Regions from separate parts of the Mus musculus genome. Here region 1 is linked to region 2. The links are chromatin contacts, called in public Hi-C maps. All regions are on one chromosome and are shown on one strand. The core of a region is the stretch at or near the end of the contact, and the rest is flanking DNA. Distances in the headings are between cores, read along the strand shown. Region 1 has its middle 29 kb from the start of Gm33404. Region 2 has its middle 61 kb from the start of Gm33404.

The links. A called contact is a pair of places that touch in the nucleus more often than the background predicts.
Region 1: a Hi-C map of rod photoreceptor shows a contact between it and region 2, with 1.7 times the contacts expected there. The contact joins two enhancer-like sites. A contact is called at or near these places in 1 of 39 promoter capture datasets (the C10 cell line), 2 of 15 datasets of contacts at CTCF or cohesin (large pre-B cells and pro-B cells), 20 of 484 Hi-C or Micro-C datasets (the C10 cell line, DN3 thymocytes, the G1E-ER4 cell line and 14 more) and 1 of 115 datasets of contacts at active chromatin or transcription factors (large pre-B cells).

What each region holds. Positions count from the first base shown.
Region 1 is chr1:166,881,687-166,886,571 of GRCm38.p6, reverse strand. No RefSeq gene overlaps it. Among named protein-coding and RNA genes, the nearest start is that of Gm33404, 29 kb to the right of the region's middle. Within about 2 kb of position 1,356, at least 4 of the 459 cell types and tissues checked have an H3K27ac peak or open chromatin away from gene starts, as enhancers often do. A contact at or near this core is called in pro-B cells, where this site is marked.
Region 2 is chr1:166,791,979-166,796,802 of GRCm38.p6, reverse strand. No RefSeq gene overlaps it. Among named protein-coding and RNA genes, the nearest start is that of Gm33404, 61 kb to the left of the region's middle. Within about 2 kb of position 2,967, at least 59 of the 459 cell types and tissues checked have an H3K27ac peak or open chromatin away from gene starts, as enhancers often do. A contact at or near this core is called in pro-B cells, where this site is marked.

The DNA.
Region 1 (4,885 bases), core at 107-2,606, 91 kb before region 2:
TAAGTGGCAGAGCTAAGATGTGCATCATCAATAGCTTGGCTCCACATTTGTGTATTCCTTCTGCTTCACACACTGCCTGCTTCACTCCACTTCTGGAGTTTTCTGCAGACTCAGCCCAGCTACACCCTTTGCCCATCCTTTTTTGTTTCTCTGCCCTTCACAGCCAAAGCAACTTGAAAAGATAAACAAATGTCCAGCTTCCTGCTTTGCTGATACTGAATGCTGGCTGTGTTGGGGGCAGCAGAGAAGCATGCAAGGGTGAATGTAAGATCTTAAACATGGACCCAGCCACAAGACCCTTCTTCTCATTGGGCACTTAAGGGGCTTTCTTGATGAAAATAGACTTATTGTGGCTAATATGGGTCACAGGTGGCAAAGGCCAGGGACTGACAAAGAGTTGAACTGGATTCCATTAGCACTCAAGATATTTTGCTCAATGAATAGCCATTGCTAGGGCATGCTGGGGTGTGTGGGGACTGCTCTTTAAAGTACCCTGCATTGCCCCACTGGAAATACTATATTTAATTTCAACTTGATCTGACCTTTAGTTTTGGTGGCATTTGCTAATTCTATGAAAGCAGCCATTACTGACTTCCCTGAAGCTTAATAGGAAACCAGCCCATTAGTTAAGCCTAGCTCAGCAGATGCAGAGGCTGAAGGCGTGAGAGTATTTCCCCTACAACCTGGGAGTAGATATAGAATGAACTTCAATATTTTAGTTTCTTTAAAGTTCTGACACAAAGAAAATCAAAAGGAAGTGACACTTAACAATAGGCATTTAATAATGTATCAGTTTGATATTCTAGGAATCCAATGGAAGCCAACTCTGGTAGAGTAGACCGGACTCTTTGGACAATAGAGAATATTCCCATGTTACAAGTATTTTAGAATTCCCAGTCACTCACTGATAGCCATTTGGTAGATTAGTGTTCATTTGTCACAGTCACATTCAGTGGCTCAAAACACACTGATTCTTTGTCCCTTGCCGCTAGGCACAGGTCCAGGATGGCTCAGCTGGGTTCTCTGTTAAGATGTTTAAAATGCTAAGTTGAGATGCTGACCAGGCAGAACTCTTATTTGGATGTTCTTGGGCAGAGCTTATTCCTAGGCTTGCTCAGGTGGTTGGCAGAATTTACCTCCTTGAACTTGACAGTTTTCTTCCAAACCATGAGATGTTTTCACTCTCTGACTTAATGGCTTCTTCCAAGGCCAGCAATGGACACTCATTGCTCTTTCTAATGCCTACTTCTTCTTCCAGCTAGAGGGCTCATGTAATCAGTTTGGGTCCATAGGTATAATGAGGTGTGTCCTTCCCCTGCTGTATGCTTGAAAACAGGAAGTTTATAGAGTTCCCTTTGCTGTATAATAGACATCTGCAGGTTCCGGTGGTTAGGGAGTCAAGCTCTTTGAGAGTGGACATCTGTCTCTCATATTTGCAACTTTTAGGATTCTGTAGGGAATATCTGTGTGGGCATTTTGAAAGCTAAAAATATAGTAACAGGTGAGAGGCTCAAGGAAATGAAACATTTTAGAAGTAAGAATACAGATGTTGTTATTAGAGCCACCAATTTTGTATAAGAATGAATGCTTGCAAATACAATTTTGTTAATATTTTGCTATCACTTGGAAGAACATCTACCCATTCATTCTTTTAACAATATTTATTAAGTGCTTCCTATGTGTGACCCTATTCCAAATTCTAAGACTATAGCTATATAGAAACAAAAGTCCATGTCCTCATAAAGCCACAGTCCAGGACTTGGAAACATAAATAAATATACAACATAATAACAAATAAAAAGTATTATGAAGGAGAATAAAGTAAGGGAGATGGAAGGGGCTATTCTGATGAAGTAGAAGTTGACAGTATCTTTTTAAATGTTACACTGTGTGTGTGTGTGCGCGCGCACACACACCCGCCCCTGTGTGAAAAGATGTCAGAAGACAACCTGTAGGAGCGTTCTTGCCTACAGTGTTGGTCATGGGGATTCAGCACAAGTTCACAAGTTGGAAGCAAAGGACTTTACTTATTTTTAAATTTCACTGTCCCTAGGTTGCATCAGAAATATGGTTTGTCAAAGTCTCACTGGGAAGGTGACATGCCAGTAGAACATGCTTTGAAAGAGAGTTAATATAGATGTTATTTGTAACTATAGAAGTTTTCCATGCATAGCCAGTTTTATAGGCTTCTTAGCCATGAGTTTGGATGAATTCCCAGTGGGAACACATTTAGGTGTGGAATAGAAAGAGCGAAGCTCTGCGTGGTGGTACCTGTTTGTAAATCACAACACCAAGGAGGCTAAAGAAGGCAGATCTCAAGTTGGGCCTGGGATTTATAGTTAGAGATCGTCTTGGGCAGTATTGTGAGTCTTTCCCCCTAAAATAGAAAAGAGTTTAGGAATGTTTCTTAAACAACTACACAGCTGAAGGGAGGCTTACCATCCAGGGAAAGGAAAGGTGACCAGCTCTCAGGAGAGAAGTTCAAGTGTGTCTGACAGTGTTTCCAAGTAGAGAATTTGCTCCAAGTAGAGTGCCAAATATTACTGATGGATCAATTAAGGTGAGAATATATAATTGAGCCCTGGACTCAACAATTCAAGGTCTTTAGTTTCTATGTCATTAGCACCACAGAAAACAGGAAGGAAGCATTTGAAGACAGCAGAGGTAGAGAACATTCAGGAGTTTTGAAGAGGAACAAAGAAGGGATGAAGTAGTTGGAAGGAAATGTGAGCATGGGTGAATGGATGGTGTGTTCATGCGCCGATGTTAGCGAAGAAGACGAGAGGGAGCTGCAGATAAACAAGAAAAAGAATGGGCATTCACTTCCACGAGAGACACAGAGCGTCAGGATTTGATGTTTCCCCCATTCATACATTGTGCTTAATAGATGTCAAGTGGAAATGTTTATTCTGTGACAGGCATGTAACACAGGGTTAGGTTTGATTTTATAGGAGCTTTGGTTAAGAGCTTGCCTGGAGTCTCAGAAGAAGTTTGGACTCTGCTACTATTAAAGTGTTACAACTCTTTAAGACTGTGGGGACCTTTGCGGTTGAAATTCATCTTGCATTACAAGATGAATGTGAGTCTATGAGGACCATGAGTAGAAAATTATGGTTTCAAAGTGATGTGTTTGGGTGTCAGGTTGGCCAGGAGGTAGCGCTATTGTGTTTAATCTTGACCGTGAACCTGAGTGGATTTAGAATCACTATGGGGACAAATCTCTTTATATGTCTAAGAGGGATTATTTAGATCAGGTTTTTGAGGTGTAAAGACACACTATAAATGTAGGCAGTACCATTTCATAGACTAGAGTCCTGTATGGCATGAGAAGGAGAGAGAGATGAGGACAAACCTCTGTCGAGAAGGACTTGAAAATCCTTCCTTGAAATCACGTGCCAAAATAAACTCTTCACTCCTTAAGCCACTCTTCTCAGGTGTCTTGATGTTACAATGAGGCAAATAACTAACACATCCTCTAGCCATTCGACAAGAAAGAGGTTTGAAGAGATGAGGAAGGAAAAAGGGTACATGTCAGGTTTGCTTTGGAAGGTTTCTGAAAGCTTCCTTTAGGTCTGCATTTCTACTTAGATCTCATTGTGAAATTATGTGACATCATTCTGCTACAAATAATGATAAGATTTTATTTTGGAAGGCATAGTTCTGGGTAGGATTTCCTAGGAGATTCCACATCAGGGGAACATCTGTACTGTTGGTCAGTATTGCTCTACTTATCTGCTTTGTATTCTTATTTCTCCCTGGTTCACAGGGTTTCATGTCTTAAAATTCAATCCTCAAATGTGTTCACTAACTCCTGAGTCCCAGAGACCAAGAGATAATTTATTGTGTTTTGTGCACAATAAATGAGAGAGAACTGTGGAGGCAGATAGCCTTGGCTTCAGATCCAAGCTTCATAACCTACTGGCTCAATAAATTTGAATAGCTGCTTAAATCCTCTGGTCTTATGTTGTCTACTGAGTGGTGAAATTAAACTCAATTTGCAAGGTTGTAGAGAATGAAATGAGACGTCCCTCACCATCATAATCGACGTGCACATATTCCCAGCACATCTGTGATCCCTTTTTCTAGGTGACCTAGCTGAAGGAGAGGTCCAAGGAATCTTCAGACACACCCCCTCCATGCAAGGTGAGCATTTCCTAGATATACATACCTTTCCTTTCCTAACACCATAAAAGACCGACTTCTGTTGGGTTACAGTCATCTCTCCCTCAGTGTGTAATGTCATTGGTAACTTCTCCTGCCCCTTCACAACTCTAGAGGTGGAAGTCCTGTGTGTGTGTGTGTGTGGTATTTTTATGTGCTCAAGTTCTTGTCAAGAATATGATTACTATTACAATGATCGATTAAGGAACTACTTAATGTATCACAGAGAAGCAACAATTCTGAGGTGAGCATTTCTTAGGAGGAGGAACCTGCACCCAACACTGCTATGAATGAATGAGACAGATGGCTGATCTGCCATGGCAGCTTTGACCAGGTTAGTATCAATTTGATGTCGTCTAATGTGACAGTGGACATCAGCAATGAAGTGTTCTTGACTGTCATCATCAGGCATGTTCCATACTACACCTCTTGTCACTGAAATCCATTCCTATCTGAAGGCTTACTTGCTCTTATGACAGAAAAGTGATCTCCACCCAGGCTGCACGGACTGTCTTGGCTTTGACAGTTTTGCTAGGCTCTGGAACTGTACTGAGGATTTATTGTTTTTGAATTTCGGAAGATCTATGTGACTCAAAGACCCTCACCTTGACTTGCTGTTCTGAGAGCTACCATCAAGAAGTAGACCTGTTTCAACTTGCTGCACAAACAAGGATGGAAAAAAGGAAGGAAGGAGGGAGAAACCTAAGTTTTATTTTGTTGTGTA
Region 2 (4,824 bases), core at 1,718-4,217:
CCTGAGATTGAAACAAATGCTCCATTTGCCCGAGAGGAGCTGAGCGAGGATGAAAGACAGGGATGCATGTTTGCAAATAAGACTTCTGGGCATCTTCAATTGCTTTCCGACCACAAGCCTTGAAGGACTGTTCTACCCTGGCCATGTCATGTCATCCAACTGTGTTTTCTAAATGGAGAAATTCACCTCCCCCGCCTTTGAGATGGATGAATGCCAGCCCACCCCCTTTCTCTCCAATCTCTCACTCCCTCCAGTTGCTGTGCTTGCTTCAAATAAGACAGCCAGACAAATGTGCATCACTATCTGAGACAGTTTCTCCAAACTACTGAACCTACAGGCACACAGTCTTTCTAGTAGGTGCCTGCCATAGAGAAATGGCCTGGCTTCTCTCTGAGATCAGTCCACCCATCCACTCCACACACACATTTTTTTTTTAATTTTTGCTTTGTTCTTGTCTTTCCTCACCTCCCTAAGGAGAATTTAAAGTTTCTTCCTGTTTCAGAGTATGTTTGTGTTATTTTTGCATGAAGTTGTTTTTCCTTAGGAAAAAGTAATTAGATGTCTAAATACCTTTGGATAAGTGGCTTAGCTTCAGAGTCACACTTTCCTTAATTATACATTGTGGATAAGGATTTGATTACAGTGGAGGCCCAAACATGTTGATGGAAGGATGGGGTAAGCTACCAAAACCTATAGAGAACTAGGAAATGAAAAGTGACAGCTAGGTGTCACTGCTGATTTGATGTATATTATTTGCATAATATTTGCATAAATAACCTATACCAAATAGGTAGTGCAAATTAAGAAATGTGAATTTAAAAACTACAGAAGTGTGAACAAGGTTAAAACAACAGATAAGATGTATGGAGGCACACAGAGTTTAGCCATAGAGAGAGGCAGTTATAATCTCAAAGACTTTGGGAGAAAGACAATGTTATTAGGGACAATTGAGAGGAAGGAACTCTGGCAGCAGTGACTGCCCTCGAAGCATGAAGTTTCTGTGATGGGACTTGGTACTGTAGCGGCACCGGACAGGAGAAGCTGAGTCCAGTAGAAGGCAGAAGGAAAGCAGCCTAGGCTAGGCTGACAATGAGACCAGCCTATGGTCACATCATATCACAGAGTAGAGAACTCATCTAGAGGGGGCTGGGGGGAAGTTTGCAAATACAGAGCAACGAGCTGGAGCTGTCCTGTAAGAAAATGCCAGATGTCAACAACCAGACTGCTACCATGAAAGCAAATCAGAAAAGGAAAGATTGAGAAAGATGGAGCAGTGGGCCTTAAACCTACCTTTCTTTATGCCTAGGATTATTTTCTCTCTGTAAAGTAGACGTGCCAGAAGTCACTTTACAGTCCAGCAGGCTCCAGCTAGAAGCTGAGAGTTGGATATGTGAGCAACTTTCAAACTTGTCCTATTTTTCTGTGGCTCATTTTGTGCTTTTTCCAACTTCTTCTTGTGTTGTTTCTCTCTCTCTCTCTCTCTCTCTCTTTTAAGAAAATTTGGTTATTGAATAATTGTTAGCACATAGCTTGTAGCTGATGCTCTCCCTGGAGGCTTTCCACTTTGCTTGGTAATAGTCAATCAGCATGCTTCCCTCCCGACCACATTAACATCCGAGATGGTGAGATAAACAAGCTCATTAAAAAGCAAGTTGCTACGTGAAGCAAACACCTTAGAGTGATAAGGCTCGGCATCCTTCGTGGTGGGCCCAGGGAAACAGTATTAGCAACCTGACAGTGGTCTGTGTCTAAGGGAAGAGCTCAGAAGGAAGCCGTGGAATTATTCAGTCAGCCTTCTCCATTTCTAACACCACGGGGAAACAGCAGGCCAATGCCCTCAGAGAAGATCGTTAGGACGGCACACTTACTGGAGAATATTCTCATTCACATAGCAGGACGTTGCCCATTCGTTCAACATTTATTGAGTCTACGTGACAGGCACCATGCTGGGATCTGGGCCTCTACGGACAAATAAGATACCATCTTGGCCACAAGAGGGCTCCTCCTCTGCTGAGTGAGGCTTCTGATGGGTAAACAGCCACAGGGAAAGGGTTAGTGCATAAGGCCTTTGAAGAAAACAGGAAAAAAAGATGGAATTAACTTGACTAGGGATGGAGACAACTGTTCGGGGACTGTATCCTCTGTCTTGACTTCAGGAGCAGTTAATACAGCATCAAGTGCGTAGTATAACTAAAAGCTTTGCTAAGCTCGTCTTGCCTTCTACACTAAACTCGTTGGTGAAACATTTTACCAGGGACCATGTGATGTGACACAGCTGAAGAGTTGAATCGATTCCCCACACCCCAAGATGGGTAGAAACTTAAGTGTACACAGCATCCAAGCTGCTCATGGTGTCCTGGGCTAAATGCCTGACTGACATGGTTCGGGATTCCAGGAGGGCAGGCTACTGAGAACTAACTTGTGTTGACAATGGGCATATGTGACCTTGACAGGTCTAAGATGGAATTTGTGAGATTTCGGGTTGAGCTGATCTGATTGTTGAGTAAATTTGGAGGTTCAAGGCTTACTTTCCCTCTTTGACTAGAAGAGGAATTCAAATATCTCTTGCTCTATAAAAGGAAGTATGAGAAAGTTAACCCTTATAAAATATATATTACCAGCTTTGCAATTCTGACTGCTGTTCAGTTCTTTTAATTTTCCAAAGTTCCCATAAAGGCAGGTTTTCCTCATTCTTTTAAGTCTGTGTCTTAGTCTGAGTCTTAGTGAAAGGAATTTGGTGTTCTAGTTAGCTTTGAGAACTAAAACTAGCCACTAAAGACATAAGAGGTGAGGAGGGTGGAACTGAGATCTGGCTGACCTTCCCAGCAAACATCCCACAGACCGAGCCTGGGTCTGGGCAGCCTTTTGGTTCTCAGTTTGCTTCACAGGTGGCTGCAGCTCCAGCCATGTCCTTGGGTGTCCTTGGAGTACCATTTGGCTGGTGAGTCAGGATTCTTGGCAGGCCTGTACCAGTCTGTGATTCAGTTCTAGGGGATTGTTGTAACAGGACCTCTTGTCAAGAGAAGAACAGCCAGTCCCCAGGTCTCAGTGTCACTTTAGAAAGAAAGGGGTCATCAGATGTTTGTATAAGTGCATTATCCGCTAAAGAAAGCTTCTATGTTGGCTAAGTTCTTCAGAAAAAAAAATTTTTTTTGCTTGTCCTTTTCTGAGCTGGTGTTGGTTCTGTTGATCTGGATTGAGGCCTGAGACTGGATCTTTCCCAGGAGGCTGTGGGAGGTATTGTTGTGTCTCTTCTCTAGGCAGCATTATACCCACAACTGTGTCCAGCTCTCCAGAGATAGCTCCTAAGAATTTCTTGAGTGATTATGTTCAACAACAACCAGAAAAGGCTACCAGTGCAGTTCTGTGAGATCACCGTGGGCTGTGGGTTCAAGAGAAGTGTGCCAAATGGGAGACTCTATTTCAGAAGGTTATGGAACCTTGAAGAGGCAGAGCCTCACTGCAGGACGTGGGCTGCTGGAGATGAACCTTGAGGTTTCTGTCTGAGCTCTACTTCCTGTCAGCTCTCTGCTTCCTGACTCAGATGCAATGTGACCATCTGCCTCGTGTGCCCACTTCCCTGCCTACCCTCTGTGGTAGACTGTATCCCTTCTTAAACCATGAGCCCAAAATACCCTTCCTTCTTTAATTTGCTTCTGTCGGGTGTTTGGTTACAACAATGAGAAACATAATTAATATAAATGACCTCTATTGGGAACAGAAGTTCGGTGATCCTGATACCACTCATGTGCCCCACTGTGTCCCATTATCACCTATAGGGCCTTGTCCCCCGATAGAAGTGGAGGTCATGTTGTTTGGATTTTATAAATCGGTAGATTTACAGTCTTGGAATTAAGTCCCACTTGCTCATGCTGGATCTCTATGCTAGCTATCACTGGGAATGACTTTTGCTTTGTTGTTGCATTTGCTTTCAGGTTCCTAAGTACACACGGGTCTGCAGTTTGTTTCCTTACAGCGTTGAATGTGGTCAGTACAATGATGGCATAAAACAAGTTGGGAGGTGCTTCGTGAAGCAGTTGGTATAAAATTGATGTAACTTCCTCCCTAAATGCTTGGCAGAACTCATGAAGTAAGCCACACAAATGCGAAGCTTTAGCTGGAGAGAGAATTGAACTACAGATTAAATTTCTTTCCTAAAGTTCTGATTATTGAGATTATTTCTGTTGAACAATTTTGGTTGTTTGTATCTATCTAAGTATTGATCCATTTCACCTTAGATTTCAGAATTATTAGCATGCGCTTGATAGATTTGTACTGGTAATGGGAGGTACAGTGGTATCTTGATATTGGCAATGCCACTCTTGATATTAGTAATTTGTGTTTTTATCCATTTTTAAAAAAAAGCTTCACTAAGTTTCATTGATTCACTCTATTGCTTTTCAGATCGTTCAATTTCAAATCATTGATTTTTGTCATGATCTTTATTATTGCCTTCTGCTTGGTTCAGATTCAATTTACTCTTTGTTTTGTTTTCCTAAGGTGGAAATTTGTATCAGATTCACTTGTGTTCTTCTGTCTCTGTCTTTTTCTCTGTCTCTGTCTGTCTCTGTCTGTCTCTCTGTCTCTGTCTCTGTCTGTCTGTCTGTCTGTCTGTCTCTATGTCTCTCTCTCTCTCCCTCTCTCTCTTGGTGCTAGGAAGTAAACTCAGGGATTCTGCGCACCAGGCACACACTCATACTGTTCCCCTTCCCCAGATAAAGATTTTTGTTTTTATGTAACTATCATTTGTTTTTAATTTGTTTTAAAGCTCTGGCTCCCTCTTGTACTGTACATCTTGATTGACTGTTTTCTCTTGCCATTTTG